Regions from separate parts of the Xenopus tropicalis genome. Here region 1 is linked to region 2. A link is a contact called in public Hi-C data. All regions are on one chromosome and are shown on one strand. Each heading gives the region's core, a stretch centred on a gene start, on an enhancer-like site or on the middle of the called end of the contact. The rest is flanking DNA. Distances are from core to core; before and after follow the strand shown. Region 1 holds the start of ap4e1 (AP-4 complex subunit epsilon-1). Region 2 holds the start of leo1 (RNA polymerase-associated protein LEO1).

The links. A called contact is a pair of places that touch in the nucleus more often than the background predicts.
Region 1: a Hi-C map of neurula embryo shows a contact between it and region 2, with 3 times the contacts expected there. The contact joins the promoter of ap4e1 here to the promoter of leo1 in region 2. A contact is called at or near these places in 3 of 5 Hi-C or Micro-C datasets (brain, gastrula embryo and neurula embryo).

What each region holds. Positions count from the first base shown.
Region 1 is chr3:102,453,901-102,460,170 of UCB_Xtro_10.0, forward strand. It overlaps ap4e1 (AP-4 complex subunit epsilon-1), which reads left to right and starts at 2,509. Exons shown (of 21, transcript XM_002936344.5): 1 at 2,509-2,731; 2 at 3,412-3,483; 3 at 5,180-5,303. The coding sequence starts at 2,606.
Region 2 is chr3:102,304,536-102,311,345 of UCB_Xtro_10.0, forward strand. It overlaps leo1 (RNA polymerase-associated protein LEO1), which reads right to left and starts at 3,664. Exons shown (of 12, transcript XM_002936345.5): 1 at 3,488-3,664; 2 at 1,129-2,013; 3 at 39-143. The coding sequence starts at 3,545.

The sequences.
Region 1 (6,270 bases), core at 1,259-3,758, 150 kb after region 2:
TATGTTAGGGTAGGGGATAGGGATATAATAAATGTCAGATCAGGCAAAAAACTATTTAATTTCAACTAGTGATTTAGCCTTTAGAACTGTATAGTGCCTGTGTATAGTACCTGTGTATAGTGCCTGTGTATAGTGCCTGTGTATAGTGCCTGTGTATAGTACCTGTGTATAGTGCCTGTGTATAGTGCCTGTGTATAGTACCTGTGTATAGTGCCTGTGTATAGTGCCTGTGTATAGTACCTGTGTATAGTACCTGCGTATAGTACCTGCGTATAACTCCTGCGTATAGCACCTGCGTACAGTACCTGGGTACAGTGCCTGTGTATAGTACCTGTGTATAGTACCTGTGTATAGTGCCTGTGTATAGTGCCTGTGTATAGTGCCTGTGTATAGTGCCTGTGTATAGTGCCTGTGTATAGTGCCTGTGTATAGTTCCTGTGTATAGTGCCTGTGTATAGTACCTGTGTATAGTGCCTGTGTATAGTGCCTGTGTATAGTACCTGTATATAGTGCCTGTGTATAGTTCCTGTGTATAGTGCCTGTGTATAGTACCTGTGTATAGTACCTGTGTATAGTACCTGTGTATAGTGCCTGTGTATAGTACCTGTGTATAGTACCTGTGTATAGTACCTGTGTATAGTGCCTGTTTATAGCGCCTGTGTATAGTACCTGTGTATAGTGCCTGTGTATAGTACCTGTGTATAGCACCTGTGGGAGTGGGATGAAATCTGCAGCAAAAGTTGAGAGTTGGTTCTCAGGTAAAGTTATAGCTGCAGATTCTTCTTTTCAGTCTTCATTTCTGCACTGCCTTCAGTTTGCAAAATCTCCCGATCCCTGTGTGCATCTGTACTTTGATTGGTCAATTTTACTGTCTGTCAAGAAAGCTGTGCTGATTGGAGAATCCACAAGAAGAAAGATCCAGTCGGAGCACAGCATAATCGGCTTGCAGATACAGAAGGTTTCCAGGGCAGTGCAGAAACAGAGTGAGGTTTTTTTTTTTGTCTTGTTTTTTTAAGGTGCCAAGCAGGTTTGGCCTCCCTTAGCCTTATTGAAAATCCGCCTATGACTGTAACATTTCCCATTACTTAATGGGAATCATTGAGACCCTCTCTAATTGGTTAATAATCCCCTGGGCTACCGTTTGTTGAGTGAAATAAGACAATGGGAATTGTTTATGGAAACAGGAAGGGCTGTGACACACGGGAGATGAGTAGCCACGCGACAAATCTTCCCTGTCACAGGCGACTAATCTCCCCGCAATGCCATCTCACCGCTAGAATGTAAATCGCCAGTGGGATGGCATACGCGGCGCCGCAATTTGCCGAAGTTGCCTTGAGAGGAAACTGTGACTGCAACTAATCTCCCAGAGTGTCACAGCCCGAAGACAAACTCTTGTTAAGTGGGCACATGTAACAACATTGTTAACCCGGAGTAACCCCCTGCTGGCTACTCCGGGTTAACAATACATACACCTGGCCAGGTATGGACTGGGATTTAAAATAGGCCCTGGCATTTCAGGTACACAGAGGCCCAAACAGCCCCCCACCAGCCCAATAAATAGTGACTGTCTATGGCACCTTACAGCAGCCCCTCTGGCATTTGCCAGAATCCACACATTGCCAGTCCTGGCCTGCACCCAGCTGTGTCCCTGGAAGTTAGAGACTGCTACACAACAGTTACACAACAAGGAAACTATAACATGGCATGGCCTGTACTATTCAGTCTCTGAACCAGAGAGATAGGGGCCCATTCATTAAAGCATGAATTTTCACTGGTTAAAAGCATGATTGGAAAATTTGGAGTAACCACAATAATTTCTGATGTGCGAAAATTGTGCGAAAATTCTTTTCTTGGTCGTACGAAAATATCGTGGTTGTGATCCGAAAGTCACAAAATTTTCAGATCCGAAACTTCAACATATGATTTTGCAAGACTTCCATAGGACTCAATGGCACTCTGCAGCTCCAACCTGGCCAAAAGATAGTCACGATACCAAAGCTTGAACGAATTCCAAAATGGATCTTAGTCTTTGCGAAAAATACAAATATTATCGTGGTCAGAGAAAAGTTCTAAAAATTAAGTTTTTTTCTGAAAAAAAAAAAAAAATTGTTCTTTCATGAATGGGCCCCATAGTGTTGGGATGTACAGAGGCACCTGCACTGTGGGCGGGACCTGTAGCTTCCAGTTCTGGGCACCCCTCACACTGGTAATAGATGAGACTATTCCAGCATACAGTAATATACAGAGTAACATAGAACAGCATCATTTAAATGATAAAAGATATGCAGTAAAAGAAATGCAATATTTAGTATATAAAATATATAAATATTGGCTTAAATAGTAATACAAGAAGCAACTGTTCAATCTCAGAAGGGACCGAAAGCAGGTTAAATACCGTTGTAAGCTAATTCCTTGCCTAGTTCCATGCTCTTGTAGCGACTAGCGGGTACCGCCTGCCCCCTGCTGGCTACTCCTGGTCACTAAGCGCATAATTACAGCTGTCAGTGCACACTTCGTCATGTGTGGGTAAAGTTTTGCGAGTTTGAATGTAGCCGGAAGAAGGGAAGGAAGATGCCGGCTGCTGTTGTGATAATGTCCCAGTAAGATGAGTGAGATCGTAGAAAGGACTCTCAGCGCGCTGCCTGGCCTTATCCTCCAGGACTCGCCGTCCGGGGCCAGTTCCAAGCTCGGAAACCTCATCCGTAGCATCACGGCTCTCACTTCCAGACAGGTGTGGGCAGGGCAAGGGTCTGGCACTTACAGGCCCTCATGTGTCAGGGACTGGCAGCTTGTCTGGAACATGTCCAGGAAGGGCCAAGCGATCCTTATGGGCCAGGTTCCATCTGTTTGGCTTTACTTGCTGTCAACACCAGTGTTCAAAAGCTGCAATGCTTTACCTGCTTATTATATTCCATTGCAACATGGATTTCTTTTTTGCCTGGATGAGTTCTTGAACAAGCATAGTATCCAAGGCTATTGTGATACTAATATCTACAGTTAGTATTGATGTTTGTATATATAGTTATGTATGTGAGTGTATAGATTGGTAAGTATAGCTTGTATGTGCTGGGTTTACTAGGAAGGGTTGAACTTGATGGACTCTGGTCTTTTTTCAACCCTATGTAACATAAAAACTCAGTCTTTCCTGTTCTAATTATAGCTTTCTCCTTATTTATCTGTTATGCGCCCATCTCTCTGTGGAACATTTAAAACATGTTGAGAAGAACAGTTAAGGCTATTAAGTTCTGTTATCCAGGTTTAGCTCTGTACTAGGAGTCACAAGTTGAAGGTCTGTGTATAATCCTATAACATAGACATTTACTTTACTTGGAAATAATATACATATTTGTACCAATAGATGCAATGCCCTAATGTTTATGTACTACCTTTTTCTTTTCTTATATCCCTTAGGAAGAAGAAAAATTAATTCAGCAGGAGCTTGCTAATTTGAAAGTAACCGTTTCCTCTGCAAACACAACTCTGGTAATAACTCTGCATTATGACTCCATGGTTTAGCAATTTTGTGTAACCGTTGTTTTCTAATATTTGAAATATTAGTGATGTATAGTGATGTAAAGTTGCTTGAAATTATTATGTTTACTTTTCAAAAAGCTTTGTTGTGTTTGGGTGAAGTTCCCCTTTAAGTAAGTACTCAAATGAATTCTGTTAAACATGAGTACACAGAGGGCTTGATTACAAATGGACCACAGCAATATACATTTGGCTAGAAACCTTACTTTGTAATGGGAATGTCACATTTAGTTTTGTTTCCTTTATTCCATTATATTTAATTTTTTTCCTTAGTGGTTCCCAGACACTGTCTAATTCAGAATCGCACGTATAAAGGTGCAAAGACCTGTGTGCAAAGCCATGACGCCAACAGTAAACAACTTGCTGCACACAAGTGCTTATAGCACTGAAAGTAATTGAGTATAACAGGCAATGCAAAGACAAAGGGGTGTTTTTATTTCATGCCAGCAGTAAGTTTATGGCTTTTTAATCAAAAAGACTAATTTAATAAAGTGTAAAAGTGGTCAGTAGATAAGGATTGCTAGCACAGCGATCACATTTAAAAAAAAAAAAAAAAAAAAGCAGAAACCATCAAAGCTTGTACCGAACCCTAGTGGTTCAAACTTAGGGTCCTTAGGACTCAGTTGGGTAACAACACTGCACCGGGCCCCCTGCTAAAAAAAAAGTCTTTGGAAGGGCCCCTCTCCCTGCATGCTAACGCTTCCGCCCAGATGACTTTGCATTTTAAATCCCCGCTCCCGACCACTCTCCTACCAGTGAGCAGAGATTTAAATGCACCATCAGGGCTGGATTTGTAATGTGGGCGCCCTTAGGCCCCCGTCTCTTGGCTCTCTGCTGCCCCCTCCCTTTTGGGACTGTTCAGGTGCGCACATGCACAGAAATTTGTAGTTGGGTCAGGAGCACTGGGGATTGGTGTGTGGGGCATTAAAAACTATTAGGCCTCTCGTACCTCCCCAGTGCTTCGGACCCAAATTAAAAACAGAAGCTGAGTGGAATGCCGTCCCTAAAGCCCTGCTGCCCTAGGCTTGGGCCTTTGTGGCCTTGTCACAAATCCGGGCCTGTGCACCCTTGGAGGAAGCAGACATGTCCCCCTGGGCCCCTGCAACCACCAGGTCTGCTTCCTCTATTGTTATGCCACGGTTAGGACTCCATAATCCTTTATCCCTAATTGTGTTCTTAATAGTCTCGTTGGTGTTCCAGTTATAATGAAGGCACCAGTCTACTATCAGTGCTTGGAAACAGAATTTGGTTCCTCCTTCAAAACAATCCTCTTCTGGGTTGGAATTTATTGACCCAGTAAAGAAAAATCCTCTTCCCCCTAGAGGGAAGGAAGAGCATAGACACTGGAATATCTGTTAGTCCTGCTTTTGGAGTTTAATCTATTTTCATGTCTAGCATGCATTCTCATGCTTATCCCCGAAGTACTGTAGGGGAATTATTTAACTGTCTTGCATTAATTGTAGATTTCTGAATCGGAAATTTGCACCAGTGTTACAATGAACAGTAATTCACGTTGTAATATGTTGCTGTAATCATGTGACAGTTTTCAGCCACTCACTGAAATATAATAATATAATATGCTCTTTAGATAGATATAAATACGTATTTAGCACAAACAGAACTAATTAATAACAAATCTGTATATCAGAGGCAGATGAAGGAATGCATGGTGAGATTCATTTACTGCGAAATGCTGGGATATGAGTCTGGATTTGGTTACATTCACGCCATCAAGTTGGCTCAACAAGGGAATTTGCTTGAAAAAAGAGTAGGTACGTATCTGTCTCTCTATGCACTTACAGCACCACTTGACAACATTTTCTGTTGTTATACAGGAGATGTTGCTTCAGTTTGTGTTCCTGTTACTATTCAGCTTTTTGTTTGTTTAGACAGTTTCTATGAATTAATAGCTTTAGATATAAAGTATAAATTTTCTAAATAATAAGAACCTTGTAAATTCCTGTTGTTCCAGTAATGATAAAAACTACTGGGATATAAATGTAACATATTGTATGAATAAATATAGATATGGGGTTTGTTATCTTGAAACTGCCCAGAAAATGATTGCAGCCTCAACTTACAAAGTAAAGGTGGCCAAAAATGGGCCAATAAAACCTGTCAGTTTGGCCCGGACAGCATGCTGAACTGATATCTGTCTAAAAATTGGTCCTGCTGTGTTGGTTAAAAAGTACTGTTGGACAAGGATTGTCTGCACATTGATGTGGACCTTTGCAGGCAAGTTTCCCTTGGTTTGATCTGATAATTGGCCTGGGGGCCAAACAATTGGATCATACTAATTTGGTCCAATGTTTATAAAGATCGATTTGTTTAGTGTGGTCTTACAGCATATGGCCACCTTAAGAAACAGCGCCTTCCTTCTGTACATAGTATGCATAAATAACACAATAAGTGATCTGCGCAGTTTATTTTAGCTGTTTGTATCACACTAAAATAGGAAATATGTATTGGCTGCATGCTATGTTGGTACAGAGTCTTGTAGCACAAAGGGAATAGCTGGCAGAGCAGTTACAAAGATGTTTGTTTACTCATGTCTCCCAGCATGTAGGTATGCTTGTGGTAAGTGAAACGCTTAAGCATATATAGCCCTAACAGTCTACAGCATTCCAAAAATGTGACTGGCTGCTATTAGAACCTGCATTGTGCAAATCTGCTCTTGTCTTAGTTAATAGGCCCTTAAGTGGCCTGCATCTTTCTTGAATATGTATCATTACAGTGGCT
Region 2 (6,810 bases), core at 2,414-4,913:
TAAAACATATCATAAATGACTAAAATGGTTTATTTTACCTTTGGGTTCGTCATCGTCACTGTCCATATCAGAATCTGATGCTATGGCTTTCTTGTGTCTCTGTCGCCCAATTTCGTCTTCACTGTCACTGCCTTTTTGGGATTCTGTAAGGAGAAAGCAAGTAATTAGACATCACATATGATAGACATAAAGTACTAATGATATTATTACTATACTTCCTTAAGGACCATGGCACACAGGGTTCTCTCTGTTGGTGTATTTCAAGCAGAGAAGAAACACCTGTTACCACTTGGGCTGACTTAAGAGCTTAACTCCACAGGAGATTTTGATCAGATTTTATGGGTCAGATTTTATCTGATGCAGCAGCACGCTACAGCACGCAACAGCACAAGATTTCCATAGACTGTAACGTCAATTCAGATGGGTTGTTTTGTTCCTGCATCTACATCCAACAGTCAATGTATTTCAGTGAGAAAAAAAAAATCTGTCAGACACCGTTGGATTTTATTTCATCGAATGAATATGTGGATGCAGCGATCCCTTCCGACAGGCACGTCATGTTGGATTTTTGTATCACTCCCATTATATTTTGACCCATGCAACTACATCGGACTTGAAGGATGCATTTGTCAACCCAACACCATCCTACAAAATCTTCAGTGGAATTTGCACTCTAGGCCTCTAACCTACCCCTACAAAATACATTCTAACAGACAAAGGCCACGGACGGATTAAATTAAAGTATGGCCAGCAGGGAACACCACCAAAAGTATTCCATTAAGAGCCTGCATAGTTGTCTCCCTAAGCCAAACTAACCTTCAATATGACACAGATATAGATGTTTTTCTAAGACAATTTGCTGTTGGTCTTATGAGGTTATCTAATAAGAGGCCCAAAAGTTTGGCCAGAAGCAGTAACCTTCATGCCTGCCAACTGGCTGCAGAAAGGAATCAGTACCAAAATAAGCATTATTCCCCAGCAATATTCATACCTGCAATGTACAAACCCTCTAGAGTGTCCTTTTGCCATACCCACTTCATAAGATGCTGGTGACGAGGCCACAAAGGTTTATAAAAAAAAAAAAAAAAAAAAACAACATGCTGCCATGTTCCTATCTTTGAAACTAACCTGATTTGCGCTCCTGTTCCTCACCATCTGATTGCTGTTGCTCATCATCTGAATGATGCCTTTCATTGTCTTCATCTGAATGTTGCCTATCTTCATCATCTGATTGTCGACGTTCATTTATCTCATCATCAGAATGCTGTTGTTCATCCTCAGAATGCCGACGCTCTTGCTCATCATCAGAATGCTGAAGCTCATTTTCTTCATCTTCAGACTGTCTGTGGTCTTGTTCTTCTCCATCTGAATGCTGTCGGTCATTATAATGCTGCCGATCATTCTCTTCATCATCTGAATTATGAAGATCATCAGAGTGATGGTTATCCTGCTCCTCATCATCTGACTGGTGATTTTCTTGTTCTTCAACATCTGAAGATGGCCGTTGCCCATCCTCATCTGACTGTCTATGTTCATCATGGTCTGAATGCTGAAGCTCATCATCAGAGTTTTGCATCTTCTCATCCTCATCAGACTGATCACTTTTATCCTCCCTGCCCCATTTTTCGTCGTCTGAATTTGCATCTTTATCTGAGCCATCAGCCTCTGAACGAGGACTACTATGATCTGACCTTCGCCCTACATCTTCATCGTTGTCTTCATCATGGAGAGCTTCTGAGCCACTGTGCTGTTCAGCATCAGACTGATCATTGACTTCTTGATCCGAGTGGGCTGTCTCAGATGCATTGTATGATCTCTCAGAGCGGTTATAACTGCCACTGTGTTGAGACCCAACCTCATCCTCACTATCATCCCCAAACAACTCTTTGTTGCTTGGTTTTACCGCAGCATGCTCATCATCATCCTCATCCCGGTCACTATCACTTCCAGATCTATTGCTCCCTGAGCCATCATTACCTTGATCTGAATCTGATCCAGATCCAGAGTCTGATTCTGCAAACACAAACATGTAATAATGTTTACATATCATATAGAAAATATATACTACTGTACAGTATTAAATCATCTTACATTTTGTTACACTTATAAGGCTCTAAGTTGATCATCCAAACAGAGCTATCAAATTTATCCTCTTAGTGCAGCAACATCTGTCAGTTTCTTTGTATAAGTACCAGTAATTGGCCGCATATATAACATATTAACATGCTATCTCTAATTTGATTTACAGAGGGAAAAAAAACCCTTCCTGACTCCTAAGCCCTAAATGGCAATTATATCAAAATTGGTGTAACACTACTGGTAGCCTTTTATCTTCTCACTTGCTACAGAGACATCAATCTTTTCTTATATACACACAAAAACTATTTTACTGTATTTATACAGGTAACTGATTTGCTTTTTCTCTGTAACAATAATAGAGTAGCTTTTATTTGATCCCAACTAAGATATAGTTAATCCTTACTGGATGCAAAACAATCCTATTGGGTTTAATTAATGTCTGATTGATTTTTTTGTTGGACTATGGAAGCTATGGAGATCAAAAAAAACCCTTATCCGGAATACCCTTGGTCCTAAGCATTTTGGATAAAGGATCCTATACCTGTACTAAGGAAAATGCATCATTAGCATTAAGCTGGTCACACACGCACCAATGATATTGTACGAAACCTCGTTTCTTACGATATTCGGTGCGTGTATGACGGCTCGACAAGGCGGCTCGTCAATCGCCAGGTTAAAAGTTTTGATCAGATGCCCGAGCAAAATCTACGTTCAGGGCTGAATCAGCAGAAGGAGGTAAAATTTCTATTGTTTCTACCTCCATATCTGACTTCAGCGGAGGGTGGGAACGATCTTTCGTGCAACCAATGGTCACTTATAAACAATGCCATCAGTCTTGCAGCCACTGCACTGATCAAGGTAAAAGAGCATAATCCTCCCCTGCTGTAGCAAAGGAACAGAATGTCAAGTGGAAAATGCTATGTACTGAATGTCACATTAGAGCACTAATGACAGACGCTGTTTGCCAATCACTAGCCCAAAGGCTGGCTATTCAGCCAGTTAAGACTGTATAGGTGTATGTAGGAAAAGGCAGGTGAAGCGATCCAGCTCTTGCTTGTGCCACTGTTTGGGAACCCATATAGGGCTCTGTGTTCTAAGATATGGTTCCAGGATCTGGTGCTCCTTTATATCACTGCCCTTAGATAAAAATAAGAGTAAAGGCAATGTATGGATTCCTAGCGATTAATCAAGTTAGTACAGACACATCTCTCTGACTCTGACAGGGCATTCTGGGAGCTGAAGTTGAGAAACAGAGCGCCTCACGCTAATGCGGACTACAGCTCCCAGAATGCCCTGTCCGCACAGAGAAGATTGCAGATGGATATCGTTTAGCCTAATAGCAAACTACAGGCCTAACAGAGGTACCTAAAACAATATGCAAACCCACCACCGGGGCAGGCGCCCTTACCTTTCTGCTCATTCTCAGATTCGGCATCGCTACCGAACAGATCCTCCATGTCCGCCATGGCCAAGTCGCGCTGCCGCAGAGCAACGCTGTTGCCGTAAAGCAGGAAATGAATGAAAAGCAAAGGACGTGGAAGCTGCTGGGCGGGGAGTTGGGAGCTGCGGCGCGGAGGCTTCTGGGAAGCTGGAAGTGCTGGGGGGCAGCGGCTTGTGGCGCTGTGAGGCTTATCTGTTGGGGAATCGATAGCAGTTCTGCACAAAGTATCTATTTAAATCATTTAAATACTTCATATTAATGGCTACTATCAGACTGTTTAGACTCACTAAAACCTGACGCATTAACAGCCAAATCTGTGAGGGCGGGGACATAGGGGTTAGCTTGGTGCCTTTCAGTGCAGGGGATAAAGGAATAACATGACTGTAACCCATAGCTTCCAGAAACAGCTGCCATTTACTATGCTGCAACTTTGCTTTGTTGCCCTGGGTTACTAAACGTAGGGCTAACGTTGCACCTAAAATTATATTTGATACCAATGTTATTAATAGGAAGAAACATAAATGAATAAATATGAATTAAAAATAAGAAATCTAAAAATATTGAAATCCTTGCAGTAGAGTAGCCACAAAATGGTTTTCCTGTTTCCTGTTTCGTAGCCATTATGATTTGCGCGAATTGTCGCGACTTTTTCGTAGCCTTCGCGCTGAGTACGAAAGTTTCAGATTCATTCAAGCTTCAGTATCGTGACTTTCCTTGGGCCAGGTTGGAGCTGCAACCTGGCCCAAGGAAAGTCTCCCATAGGGCTCAATGGCACTCTGCAGCTCCAACCCGGCCCAAGGAAAGTCTCCCATAGGGCTCAATGGCACTCTGTAGCTCCAACCTGGCCCAAGGAAAGTCTCCCATAGGGCTCAATGGCACTCTGCAGCTCCAACCCGGCCCAAGGAAAGTCTCCCATAGGGCTCAATGGCACTCTGCAGCTCCAACCTGGCCCAAGGAAAGCCTCCCATAGGGCTCAATGGCACTCTGCAGCTCCAACCCGGCCCAAGGAAAGTCTCCCATAGGGCTCAATGGCACTCTGCAGCTCCAACCTGGCCCAAGGAAAGTCTCCCATAGGACTCAATGGCACTCTGCAGCTCCAACCCGGCCCAAGGAAAGTCTCCCATAGGGCTCAATGGCACTCTGCAGCTCCAACCCGGCCCAAGGAAAGTCTCCCATAGGGCTCAATGGCACTCTGCAGCTCCAACCTGGCCCAAGGAAAGTCTCCCATAGGGCTCAATGGCACTCTGCAGCTCCAACCTGGCCCAAGGAAAGCCTCCCATAGGGCTCAATGGCACTCTGCAGCTCCAACCTGGCCCAAGGAAAGTCTCCCATAGGGCTCAATGGCACTCTGCAGCTCCAACCTGGCCCAAGGAAAGTCACGATACTGAAGCTTGAATGAATCTGAAACTTTCGTACTCAGCGCGAAGGCTATGAAAAAGTCGCGACAATTCGCGCAAATCATAATGGCTACGAAAAAGTCATAATGGCTACGAAAAAGTTGCGACTGTTTCCGAAAAAATCGCAAAATACCGATCATTACGATAAAAACGCATTCGGACGCCTTCGGAGCGTTCGTGGATTAGTAAATGTGCCCCTCATAATACCAATGCCTACATTAAGGGGCCTATTCATTAAAGTACGGTTGAGTCCGAATGCTAAAGATTTATATTTTTTCTAAGTTTTACAACTGTGTGTATTTTCTGCGATTTTTTTCATTAATTTCCGCAACTTTTTAGTACTTTGTGACAATTTGTGCTTCAAAGTCAATTTGTGTGATCAAAATCAGAAAGGTTTTTGCACCATTTACGATCGTTCGGATACGAAAATTTTGGAACTTTCGGATCATACCATGATATTTTCATACAACCACGATGCAAAATTTTCATGGTTTAAGTTAAAAGTTTATTCAGATATTGTGGGGTAAAATGTGTCAAGACTACAAGTCTCGTGATCGCTAAGAGAAGAAGTCGTCCAGGTAAAACACGGCAGTGGTGACCTCAGCAGCGTTCTAGTGAAGACGTCTGTTCAGAGACAGGGGACATGTGCAGCATATAGTGAGAAACGCCGGACACCTCTTGTATTGTAGCTGCAGCAGAATCCCATGTGATATGCTCTTTTAAAGATATGTTTGTAAGTGCATTCTAATCTTACTATTAAAGATTTTTAAGATTTTCTGCAGATGCCACTTTCTTGTTATCCCTAAGGGCTCTGGCATACGGGGAGATTAGTCGCCCGCGACAAATCTCCCTTGTCACGGGCGACTAATCTCCCCGAACTACCATCCCACCGGCGAACATGTAAGTCGCCGGTGGGATGGTACACGCTGCGCAGGCGATTTCGGCAAATCGCTGAAGTTGCCTCGCGAGGCATTTTCGGTGATTTGCCGAAATCGCGCCACCGCGTGTGCCATCCCACCGGCGACTTACATGTTCGCCGGTGGGATGGCAACTCGGGGAGATTAGTCGCCCGCGAAGAGGGAGATTTGTCGCGGGCGACTAATCTCCCTGTGTGCCAGAGCCCTAAAGGGAAGGAGAAGAGTGGAGAGTAATTGGTGTCCCTGATAAGAGCCCTTTGTATATCCCAAACCCTTCCTGATTTTGTGAGTATAGCAAGAAAGTTTAAAATGAACCAATAATCCCACAGACACTGGCTTCACCGACCTATTTGAATGCACTTGTGCACTTGATGTGCGTGTAGCACTTAAGATTTTAAAGCGCTTTGGGTTCTTTTAAATCATTCTGGGATTCAATTTTCTGAGGTAGTGTATGTGTGACACAAGGTGTGTTGATAATTAATACTGCTACACTATATTTGATACAATTTTTGTTGTTTTTTCCCTTACAATGTGTGAGCACTGACACAGACTTTGAGAGAGTATCCTATAAGCATGCCTTCCCAGCCAAAGCTGGTATATGTAGGCGTGAAATAAGGAACTATAAGCCGAGGTACCTAATTTTACCTAAAAAAACTGGAAAAACGTATTGACTCGAGTATAAGCCTAGGGTGGTAGCAAGTTTCTTTTTTTTGTTCTATACTGTACTGTATGTGTGTAACTTTAAATTACGGTACCAGTAATTAATAATAAATAATAGCCTTTTTCAAAGTAAATAAACAGCAAACAAAGACCCACTGGTGCCATTAACCGGCTGATGACATCACTATATAAGTGGCCAGTAAACACCTCCAAGCGTGTTGATAATATACATAAATACAAATAAAAACAAACAGTAGTCAGTTATATCACAGAAAATAATAACACAAAAAAATATATAATGATGGGACAGGTTAAG